2 separate regions of the Anser cygnoides genome follow, and region 2 is linked to region 1. Evidence: chromatin contacts called from public Hi-C data. All regions are on one chromosome and are shown on one strand. The core of a region is the stretch at or near the end of the contact, and the rest is flanking DNA. Distances in the headings are between cores, read along the strand shown. Region 1 holds the start of VEZT (vezatin, adherens junctions transmembrane protein). Region 2 overlaps FGD6 (FYVE, RhoGEF and PH domain containing 6).

The links. Hi-C and Micro-C count contacts between places; a contact is called where the count stands out from the background.
Region 2: a contact with region 1 is called in a Hi-C map of liver, with 4 times the contacts expected there. The contact joins the enhancer-like site here to the promoter of VEZT in region 1. A contact is called at or near these places in 3 of 7 Hi-C or Micro-C datasets (granulosa cells and liver).

The regions. Positions count from the first base shown.
Region 1 is chr1:48,344,282-48,349,074 of Taihu_goose_T2T_genome, forward strand. It overlaps VEZT (vezatin, adherens junctions transmembrane protein), which reads right to left and starts at 1,894. Exons shown (of 13, transcript XM_066994914.1): 1 at 1,400-1,894. The coding sequence starts at 1,888. FGD6 (FYVE, RhoGEF and PH domain containing 6) reads left to right here and starts at 1,767. Exons shown (of 21, transcript XM_066994888.1): 1 at 1,767-1,899. The coding sequence starts at 1,887.
Region 2 is chr1:48,380,720-48,385,112 of Taihu_goose_T2T_genome, forward strand. The region is part of intron 5 of FGD6 (FYVE, RhoGEF and PH domain containing 6); the gene reads left to right. Among named protein-coding and RNA genes, the nearest start is that of VEZT, 37 kb to the left of the region's middle. Within about 2 kb of position 2,137, at least 1 of the 3 cell types and tissues checked has open chromatin away from gene starts, as enhancers often do. A contact at or near this core is called in liver, where this site is marked.

The DNA.
Region 1 (4,793 bases), core at 644-3,143:
ATAACTTGGGAAGCAACCTACTGAGGTGCAGAAAAAAACGTAGCTGCTTCCTATAAACCACAGATAACTGAGGAGAGTTTGTGGCCCGAGAACAAAAATGAAATAGTACTTAAAAATAAACACATTGCAGCATTAAATACCTGTGATGCTTTCCTCTCTCTGGCTCACCTGTGTGGAGGTTATTCGCCATTCCTTGTGGAGTCTCCACTTTGCAAGAACACCCCTGTGCACTTCTGAACCTATTTTTCGTGGGTACTGCAAAGTACTCGTTATTATCAGCGGGTGCCTCACCCAGCTCTGCTCATCAGGGGTTTCCCCCTCCCACCACCAAAAAAATCAGTTGTTTCGCCTACTGTTTCTTATCTTGTTATAGTTGGAATTTCCTATATGAAACATAAATACAGCGAGTGACATAGTGACATGTGCTCGATACAGCAACGTGTCAAAGCACCTTTACGAGTGCAGGGAAGGCATTTCCAAAACACTCCAAAAGCGGTCAAGTGAGCACGCACATGCAGGGAGATCTTTTGCTCCCTACATAGCAGAACTTTTTCTTTTTTAGTCAAAATGGTAATTGCTGCAGTAACTAAAAAACCGTGGAGCTAATGGTCAAACACCACTTCTACTGAAAAACTACACGCAGGGGGCAGGTGCTGCACCTGTGAAATAAATTCTTGCCAAGGATTTACATCGCTTGAGGAAGTGGTTGGACCAGATGATCTTGAAGGCTTCTTCCAACCTTAATGATTCTATGACTACAGCAACATAACAGGCTTTATCGATAGCATGCAAGGTTGGCTGTGAATGAAAACTTTGTGGTACAGGCCGGGGCTGTGAACAGGGAGTACTGAGGTTACTCTGCATTCCTTATTTAAGGAGCTTTTTCTATCCAACACCACGCGCTTTGCCATTATAAATCATGATACTGAACTATAATGATTTTACAGACTGCTTCCTCTATAAACGCCTTTTTTGGGTACCCGAGAAAACGCGTGACCTCGACGGAGACGCACGCACGGTCAATCCCTGCAAACCCATCTGACTTTGTCGCTGAGGCGCTGACACATTTACCATTTCCCAGCCGCTGTACGCGAGGCCCACACGACACGGTGACCCCCTTAGGGCCGAAGAGGGCCAATACCCTGACCCGGCCCGGCCCGCGCGGCCCCCCCCCGTCCCCCAGCGGGCCCGGTGCCGCCGCACGAAGGCCCGGCCGCTCCCCGCCCGGCTGCCCGGGGCGGGCGCTGCCCTGAGGCGGCCCAACGGCCGGGCCGCGCGCCCAACGGCCGCCCCCGCCCGGCGCCCAACGGCCGCCGCCCAGCGCACGCCGCCCCCGCGAGGGGCGGAGAGAACCGCGGGCCCGGCCCGCCGCCGCCGCCGGTGTCCCCCCGGCGCCCACCTCAAACACCACTTCTTCGTCGAACTCCGGTGTCATCCTGCCAGCGCCATGCCACCCCCCGCGGGCACGACGGGAAACGGAGTCCGCCCCGCCGCCGGCGGCACCTTCCCCGCCTCGCGAACTGAGCGGGGGGGGGACGGGGACTACAAGTCCCAGAAGGCGCCGCGAGGGCCCGCTTCCGGCCGGCGGGGGGGGCGAGGCCACACATGGAGGCGGGGGGCGGGGGGGGTCATATGTGGGCGTGGCCTCGCGGCGGGCCGGCAGGTGGCGCAGCGGGGGCCATATGGGGGGCATGGAGGGGGCGTGGCCACACCGAGGGGGCGTGGTCATTGGGGGCGTGGTCATTGGGGGCGTGGCCTCGCGGTGGGCGCGTCCCGGCGGCGCGGTGCCGGCGCGGGCGTTATGCGGGAGCGGGCGCGGGGCCCAGGGGCTCCTCGTGCCCCAGGCAGCCCGGCGGGGCGGGACGGAGCGCAGCGCCCCGGGCACCATGAGCGCCGCCGGTGAGTGCGGGGACGGGGGGGGGGGGGGGGACAGGGGCCGAGGGACGGGCAGAGCGGGGTGCCCCAGCCGCTGTCAGTCGGGCCGGTTGGCGCCGGTGGGGCTCTCGGTACTTTCGTTCCCCCACCGGGTGCCTTGGCGGGTCCCTTCCCGAGGCTGCTGGAAAAAGGAGGGCAGCGGTAATTCGTGCGTTGGAAAGGCGGTTGTGAAGTTGTGACACACCGGCTGGAGACGAGTCTACGTGCGGCGCAAACCTGAAGCGGCAAAATGCTTCCTGCGGGGGCTCGCAGGGGGGCGAGGGGAGGGCTGTTGTGAAGGGCGAGAAATGCAGCCTCCGAGCAACAACGGCAGCCTAATTCTCCGCGTTTTCCTCTCACATATAGATCAGTTTATTACCAAATCTAGCATTAACTAAGTTATCTAGTCTCTCTTAATCAGAGTTCGTTGGAAAACAAATATCTACTTAATGCGTCTTCCTGCTCCGCTTCATACGTTCCCGTTTTCAATATGATTCCTAATTTTAGTATGATGGGGCGAATTTGCTGAACTCTGGGAAAACACGTAGCAGAGCGGTACGTCAGCTGTACCTAACAGCTGTATCGCTTGTTCCTGTTATGTAGCAGCGCTGCTGGAAGTACAAGTCGCTGCTGCTTTTTATTTTATTTTAAAAGTTAAGCAGCTGTACAAATAAAAGGCCTGTGTTAGGGGGTGCTCAAGAGCTTAGAGCTGCTCAAGTTAAATTCAGTATGGTACAAAGTTTTGGGAAGCGAGGGAGATTCCCAGTACCGAGCAGTTACCGCGGGGCTCCCGGAGATCAGGTTGTGCGCCCCGGCGGGACGGGGCTGAGCCTCTCCGCCGCTGCTTTTGGTTGTTTGGTGGTGGCGTTTGTGGGAAAGGTGAGCAGGAAGGGGCTCCTGTGAGCAAAGTCGCTTGGAAAGCAAAAGAGAAAGGGATGCTGAGGAGTATCAGTAAAAAGAAAGTGGGAAGGCTTCGTGGAAAATGTGAATTTTCGCACGCGATTTGAAGGGGAAGGCACAGGGAGTCCAGTCTGGGTGGGCAGGGAGCGGGGAGCTGAGTGATAGCGTGAGATGGATTATGTGAGCGTAAGAAAATAAATGGCAAACAGGCCAAACGGGATCAGGGAGTGAGGATCTTGTTGACAGTACCGTGACAGCTTTTGACAGTTCAGATAAGGAGCTCACAGGCAGGGTACGACCGAGGAGTCCGAGGCCTGGGCTTCACATCTGCCTCCTCGTATTGCCCCAGAATTTGGCTCCTGAAATACACAGACATGCTTTGTCAAGCTAGTGCTCAAACAAAAACTTACCGACTCCTATGTTTTAGTTTCAGCCCAGTGACCTATAGGAGCTATTTCTTGTACTGGAATTATTTAGATTGCTAATTCAGTTATTACTGTGGGTTGTGCTGTGTGAAATAGCCTTCTCATAACTGCTTGATAACGCAGCTTTTCATGAAAAATGTTGTCACGTGTGAAGACTTCAGGTGGAGCTTGAAATGCCTAGGTAGCCTTCTGCTCTGCACTGGGGTTAACTTGGAGGGCTCGAGTGTCTCTTGTCTTGTTTTAATGCACCTCTAGAACAATCCTATTTGGCAGAGCATCATCAGTACTGCTTTAATATTTGTAATTATGATTTGCAGAGATGAGCGACCTCAGATTGGTAAACAGGACTCCCCGAAAGAGAGATTGTGCTACTTGAGGGAACTATGGTAGGGAGAGAAATGCTGAACACAGCTTCAGTCCATTGCCAGAAGTTGCAGAAGGTCCACATTAATAGCCCAGCCTTAACTCCACTCTAGCTTGCTTTTTGCCTTTCTAAATGATACGATGCTTTTTCAGTTTGTTGCTGCAGTTCTTTTCTACTTCCTCTGCAAAATTGTTTCAGTTAAATCTCAGCTCACAGTTGGGTGTTACTGTGTGACAGATGAAGCTGTTCTTTCATAGCTGCTGCTTTCCTCTACAAAAACGTGTATGTAAATCTGTGCTTCTTCATAACTCAGAAATGATAGCGCTTATTTAAAATACTCGTAGATAATTTATGAACAATCTTACTGTAGTGAGCAACCTGTGGGTTGGTTTTACCTTTCAGCTATAGCTAACGTCGCATTGGTTTCTCATGTACCACGTATTATTTATATATGATGCTGATGAATGCGCATTTACTCATTTTCTGCCTGGAACTATTGTGCTGTCTTCAAGCTTTGCCTTTAAAAGGGAAAAACAAAAGCTCAGAGTTACAACTTTGACGTTTATTATTTCTTGCCAAAGGAACAACCCTTATATGTAAATCCGTACAGATTGCTTGGTGAGGGCAGAACATATAGCTCAGATTCGAAAACTGATTTGACAGCAGCAATGAGAACTATGTACTGCGTTTTAATGTCAAAAATGTAAATCAAAGGGGAAAAAATCAGAGCAATAACAGAATAAACAAAATCAACGTGACTTTTCCAATCAAACCTCATTGCTTTCAAGCACTGAAGAAATGAGGCCTCGAGGGTTTAGTGCCCCTTTAACCCTCTGATATGTCAAGTCTTGTTAGAGTTACTTGGCGTTATCTCCACATGTGATCTTCAAAGGTTGTTTATTCATCCCTTGCACTTGCTCTAAAGTTATCCCCAACTTTCCTGTTTTATTTCAACAAGTTGCTGAACAACCCGCGATTTTGAAATTAATGTTTTCCTTTTGCAGTTTGTTTAGGATGTTTTCTAAAAATGTAGTGGCTGGAAACCATCATCTTCCCTTGTATTTTAAAAACTACACGTGTTATCTTCCGGGATGTCGTGACTCACTCCTCTTTCTGTTTACTTTTTAACGTTGTGGCACCTGAAAAAATCAGAGCCTCTGCATAATAAAACAAACACACATTCACGGGAA
Region 2 (4,393 bases), core at 887-3,386, 37 kb after region 1:
ACTTGTAAATGGTTTTACTGCCTGAAAAAAACGTGTGGAATTCCCTGTCAGTTTTCCAGAAGCGATTTCATGGGTTTGAAAAATGTCACAATCCGCATTTATTCGCGGTCTCTATTAACTGTAAAGTTATAGTCAAGACTGCCCATTTGATTTTTTGCTTGAAATAATGTATTTGTGAAATCTTCTGTAAGTGTATTCCTGGCAGCCTTGTTTACAGTTTGTCGCGGGCCGGCAGCCTGGCTGTTTCCTAGAATGTGCAGCTCTCCTCTTCTCCTCCCCCCATAGGATGTGTGTGTGTGTTCCTTGAAAAGAGGCCAAGCGCAAACATATTTTTCTCCTTAAATTAAACTGATACTTGAGCTATCTGCAGGTGTATTTAGCTGGGAGTTGTACCTCAGCGGAAGGGATTATGGCTTATTTTTGCTTTGCTGATGGTATGTTCTAGGAGAACGGATCCAAGATGAATATTGGTTGAAACCTTAGGAGTGAAATATGTGGCTACATTTAGATCGTGTCTTCCAGTTAAATGTGTGAGGAGGTTTAACTTCACCCATTCCAACTTGACTTCATTCAGCTCTTAGGTACCTGAAGGTGCCGTTAATCCAGACAGCGGCTGAGTGAGAGCGTTCGGTCTAGTCAGGACCTTCTGTGGTGCACACCTAAACTTCTTCCTTTGCTCCCTAAACTGGGGTGGGGGCAAGCTGCTCGGCGTTGCACCGGCAATCCTCCAGTGGAAAGAGAGGATTTGTGACTCAGGGCCTTTGCAGAGGGGAAGTGTGTGGGCTGAGCACGGATGATTCACGACGGGGTCAGAATTATTTCAGATATCACGGCCATTTGCTTGTTTAAGGAAACTGCATTAAAGGAGGGGTGGGGGCTGGGAAGGGAGAGCAGCAATGGTGGTAGCCGTCCTGAAATGCTGTTTAAAAACTGAACAGCCCTGGCGGGACTGTGTACTAATAGAATAAATAAAATTCCCTAAGGTATTTAAGTTGGGAATGTTTAATCAGGCATTAATTCAGCAACTGTTTGTACTCTGAGAAGCCTTTAAAACTGCTTGAACCAGATTTTGATATGGACAAGTACCCAGCGAGATGCTGTCTTAGTCTAGAATAAACTGAGACTCTTTCTGGCACGGAAAGAATGTGCTTTCCAGAGGTGGTGATGAGGCCGTCTTCAAGTCCCTGTGTAAAGGCAATTGTCTTTGCCTAAGCAGTAAAATGCGGTATCAGAAGATTACTGTTGGACCAGAATATAATGTAGAAACTGTAACCCAGCACTTCAGAAAGCAGTTTTCAGAAAGTATACAATAGCCTCTCTTCTTCTGAAAGGAAAAATTATCCTGGTAAGAAACTGAGATGATTCAGTAGAGCATAATTTCTTGGTTTGTGTCACACAGCATATGAAACATTTTGTCTAGAGTTGCAAATGGTGGTTTTCAGTGAAATTAACATATTAATTCCAAAGCATGGCAAGTTTGTTTATTTCTTTGTGAGTATTTGAAAGACTAATTATAAAACCTCTCTTTAAAATCCACTGTGATGGATTGCTACATTGCTTTAAATACAGTATTTTGTAGGACAATTCAGGTGACCATTTCTGAACAGACTGAAGAAAGCAGTGCTTTTCGGCAGTGTTATATAGTACTGTATGCTAAACATCTTTGTGATATGACTCACTTTTTGCAGGTATTTATAGATATCAGAGCAATGTATATATTATTTGCAACAGGAGTTCTGGTTTTATTCAGCAGTGAACAGATTTAGTTTCAGAAGGAATTAGGTGCTGGTGCATTGAATTGGTATTACTGTAATTTCTAATTTCTAAGTCACTGCCCTAATTTTGCGTGTGTGTGCGTGTGTGTGTATATATACATATATAAATACATAAAAGTTCCTTGTCTGAATAGCTTCTGCTCTTTGGAGTAAAATTTCAGGTTTTACTTGTTAACATGCTTTACGTTTAGTGATTCAAATAGACCCATTCTAGGTTCTAGTCCTTTTAGATAAGGAATTCCTTTCTCAGAAGGCCAGTACCTTCAAGTGCAAGCTCTGTTAGCTGTAACCTTGCTCCATTTGTTTGGCTTTCCTTCCCCCAGTCCTCAGGCAATGGCCCTCTGCCTTCACCTCCTAGTTTTATCTCAAGATGAACTTGGCATGACAGTTACTTCACATGCACTGCCGGGTTATAAATAAAGCTTAATATGATTACGGTGACAAATACGTTGCACTGCCTCTGTAGTGAAGACTTGATAATTCCAAAAAAGAAAGGGGAAAAAAAAAGCGCTGTAGTTTATCGCCTTTGTTGTTCAGCAGTCTGTTTTGCATCATTTGAAATCTTCACGTTATCTTTCTTCCCTCTGTTTCCTCTCTGCAGGGCTTCCTCCCTTTGCTCAGTTGTGGCAGGGGACGCAGGGGGCGATGAAATAAAGTTTGGGTTGGCTGCGTTTGTGGCCACTCTTTCATAGCGTGATCCAAAGCCCAGTGAGGCCGATGGACTTTGGATCAAGCCAGTAGAGAAACCAACCCCCCCTGCATTTGGAAAACATCCTGCAGGCTCTTTGAATGCTATATCTAGAAGTTAAATAAATGCTCTTAACTACAAGTGACATTCCTGTCTTATCTCCTGGTCCTTAAACCTGGCTCCCTGCTCTCCTTTCATTGTGTGGTCAGGGAAAAGCTGGGTTTGTTGATTACTTTACAGACAGCACTGCTGTTCTTTTCGTTGTACAAGTAGCTTTATTACACTCGGAGAAAATTCTTGTTTCATCCCATGGCAAAGCATATACTGTATATTGTGTGTGCATGAGATTTGGGGGGGGTATTATCATAATATGATGATGCATTTTGCATGAAGCTCTTCAAAAAGCCCCATTTGAGCTTTTGCCATTGTAATGCCATGTATCATTTCAGTGTTAAGCAATGCCCTAGGGTCAGGAAAACCCATAAGATGCAGCTGGTAGTTAACCTATGTGTCACTAGTCTGCACAGAGGATGTAAAACAGAGCATTTCCATATGAATAACGCCATCTGTTTTTTAACTCCCTTGCATTTAGTTCTCAGCCTCCCCCCATCGCAGCCATCACCCTGTATCTCCTTTCAGTTTCTTGTCATAACTCTGCCCCGGCGCAGCCTTTGCGACCCAGGGTCACAGAGCAAGAAGCTGTCTGCAGCTCACTGATGTAATGAGGAGAGGGCAGGAGAAAGTTGAGACTGGAGTCTGACAAACCCTAAATAGTGCCAGATGCTGGGCTGATGAGATAGCCAGCGAGACCTGTAGTAGAAGACTTGTGAGTGTGTGAGCTTAATTTTTTTTCCCCACCTTTAACCTGTGGGCCCTACAAACTTTCAAAGGCAGGTGTGGACCCCATGCATATTTAAGATGTCTCATCATCCCACGTAGGAACATGCTGTTTGGTCACCTTTTTCAGGCCACCTACAGATTGTGCATTCATTATCAGGTTTCAGCAGACTGCAGACTAAAAAGAGCTGTTATTTGGTGCCTGCTTTATGCCCAAATTCAAGCAAGAGATGACAATACAGCTAATTTGGATTTTCTTTTTTTGCAGTTTAGGTAGTGCTATGTACTTGATTATTTTTCAAGGGAAATGCTAAATTACTAACCTTTTTGAAAATTTTGCCTGCATATGGTCAGGGAAGATGCCTTGCCTAACACGTACCCAGCTTCCTTATGGGTGCAGTCCTGGCCATACTGACTTGTATGGGGCCAAGGTTTTAATTCTAAATAGTTTAATGAGGACCAATTAGGTTGAGCCCTGTCCTGTTGAGAGCTGCTTATAACATAAAAATGCCACAAGATCCTTCAGTGATAAGTGCGGTTTTCCTCCTCCCTGTAAATGTTTTGAAGGTACCAGTGTTGTTTGGATGATCATTAACATTTGAAATCTCGTGGTTCCGATGTGTTGTTACAAAAGCTTTTCATTAGATGGTCATTTTCCTGTAAGAGCTGCTACATACAGTAACTTTTTGTGACACTACATTTTTTTATCTATGCAGCATGTCTTCCTAGAAGGCACTTGTAAACCAGTGTGGTTTTAAAATACAGTGTTATGATTGCATTAGCTGATACAACACTTTTGCTTTTTGACCCAAATCTTAGCAAGAAGATACTCAAGGCTACCAATACCTTTGCAGATAAGAGCTTTTTCCCCCCCTGTAGTTTCCTTACGTATAGTATCAGCACATTTCTTAAGGGTGTGGTATAAAAATAACGAATGACTTCCACAGCGTGCATATGGAGCAAGAGAGCAAAGCTCCAGCATCAAACCAAGGGGATTAAGGCTGTCCCACAGGAGTAAGTTGAAGCTGCAGGGAAACATAACCCAGATGGCACCCTCCTCGCCTTCAGTAATAGGGAGCAGGGCCTGGGATGT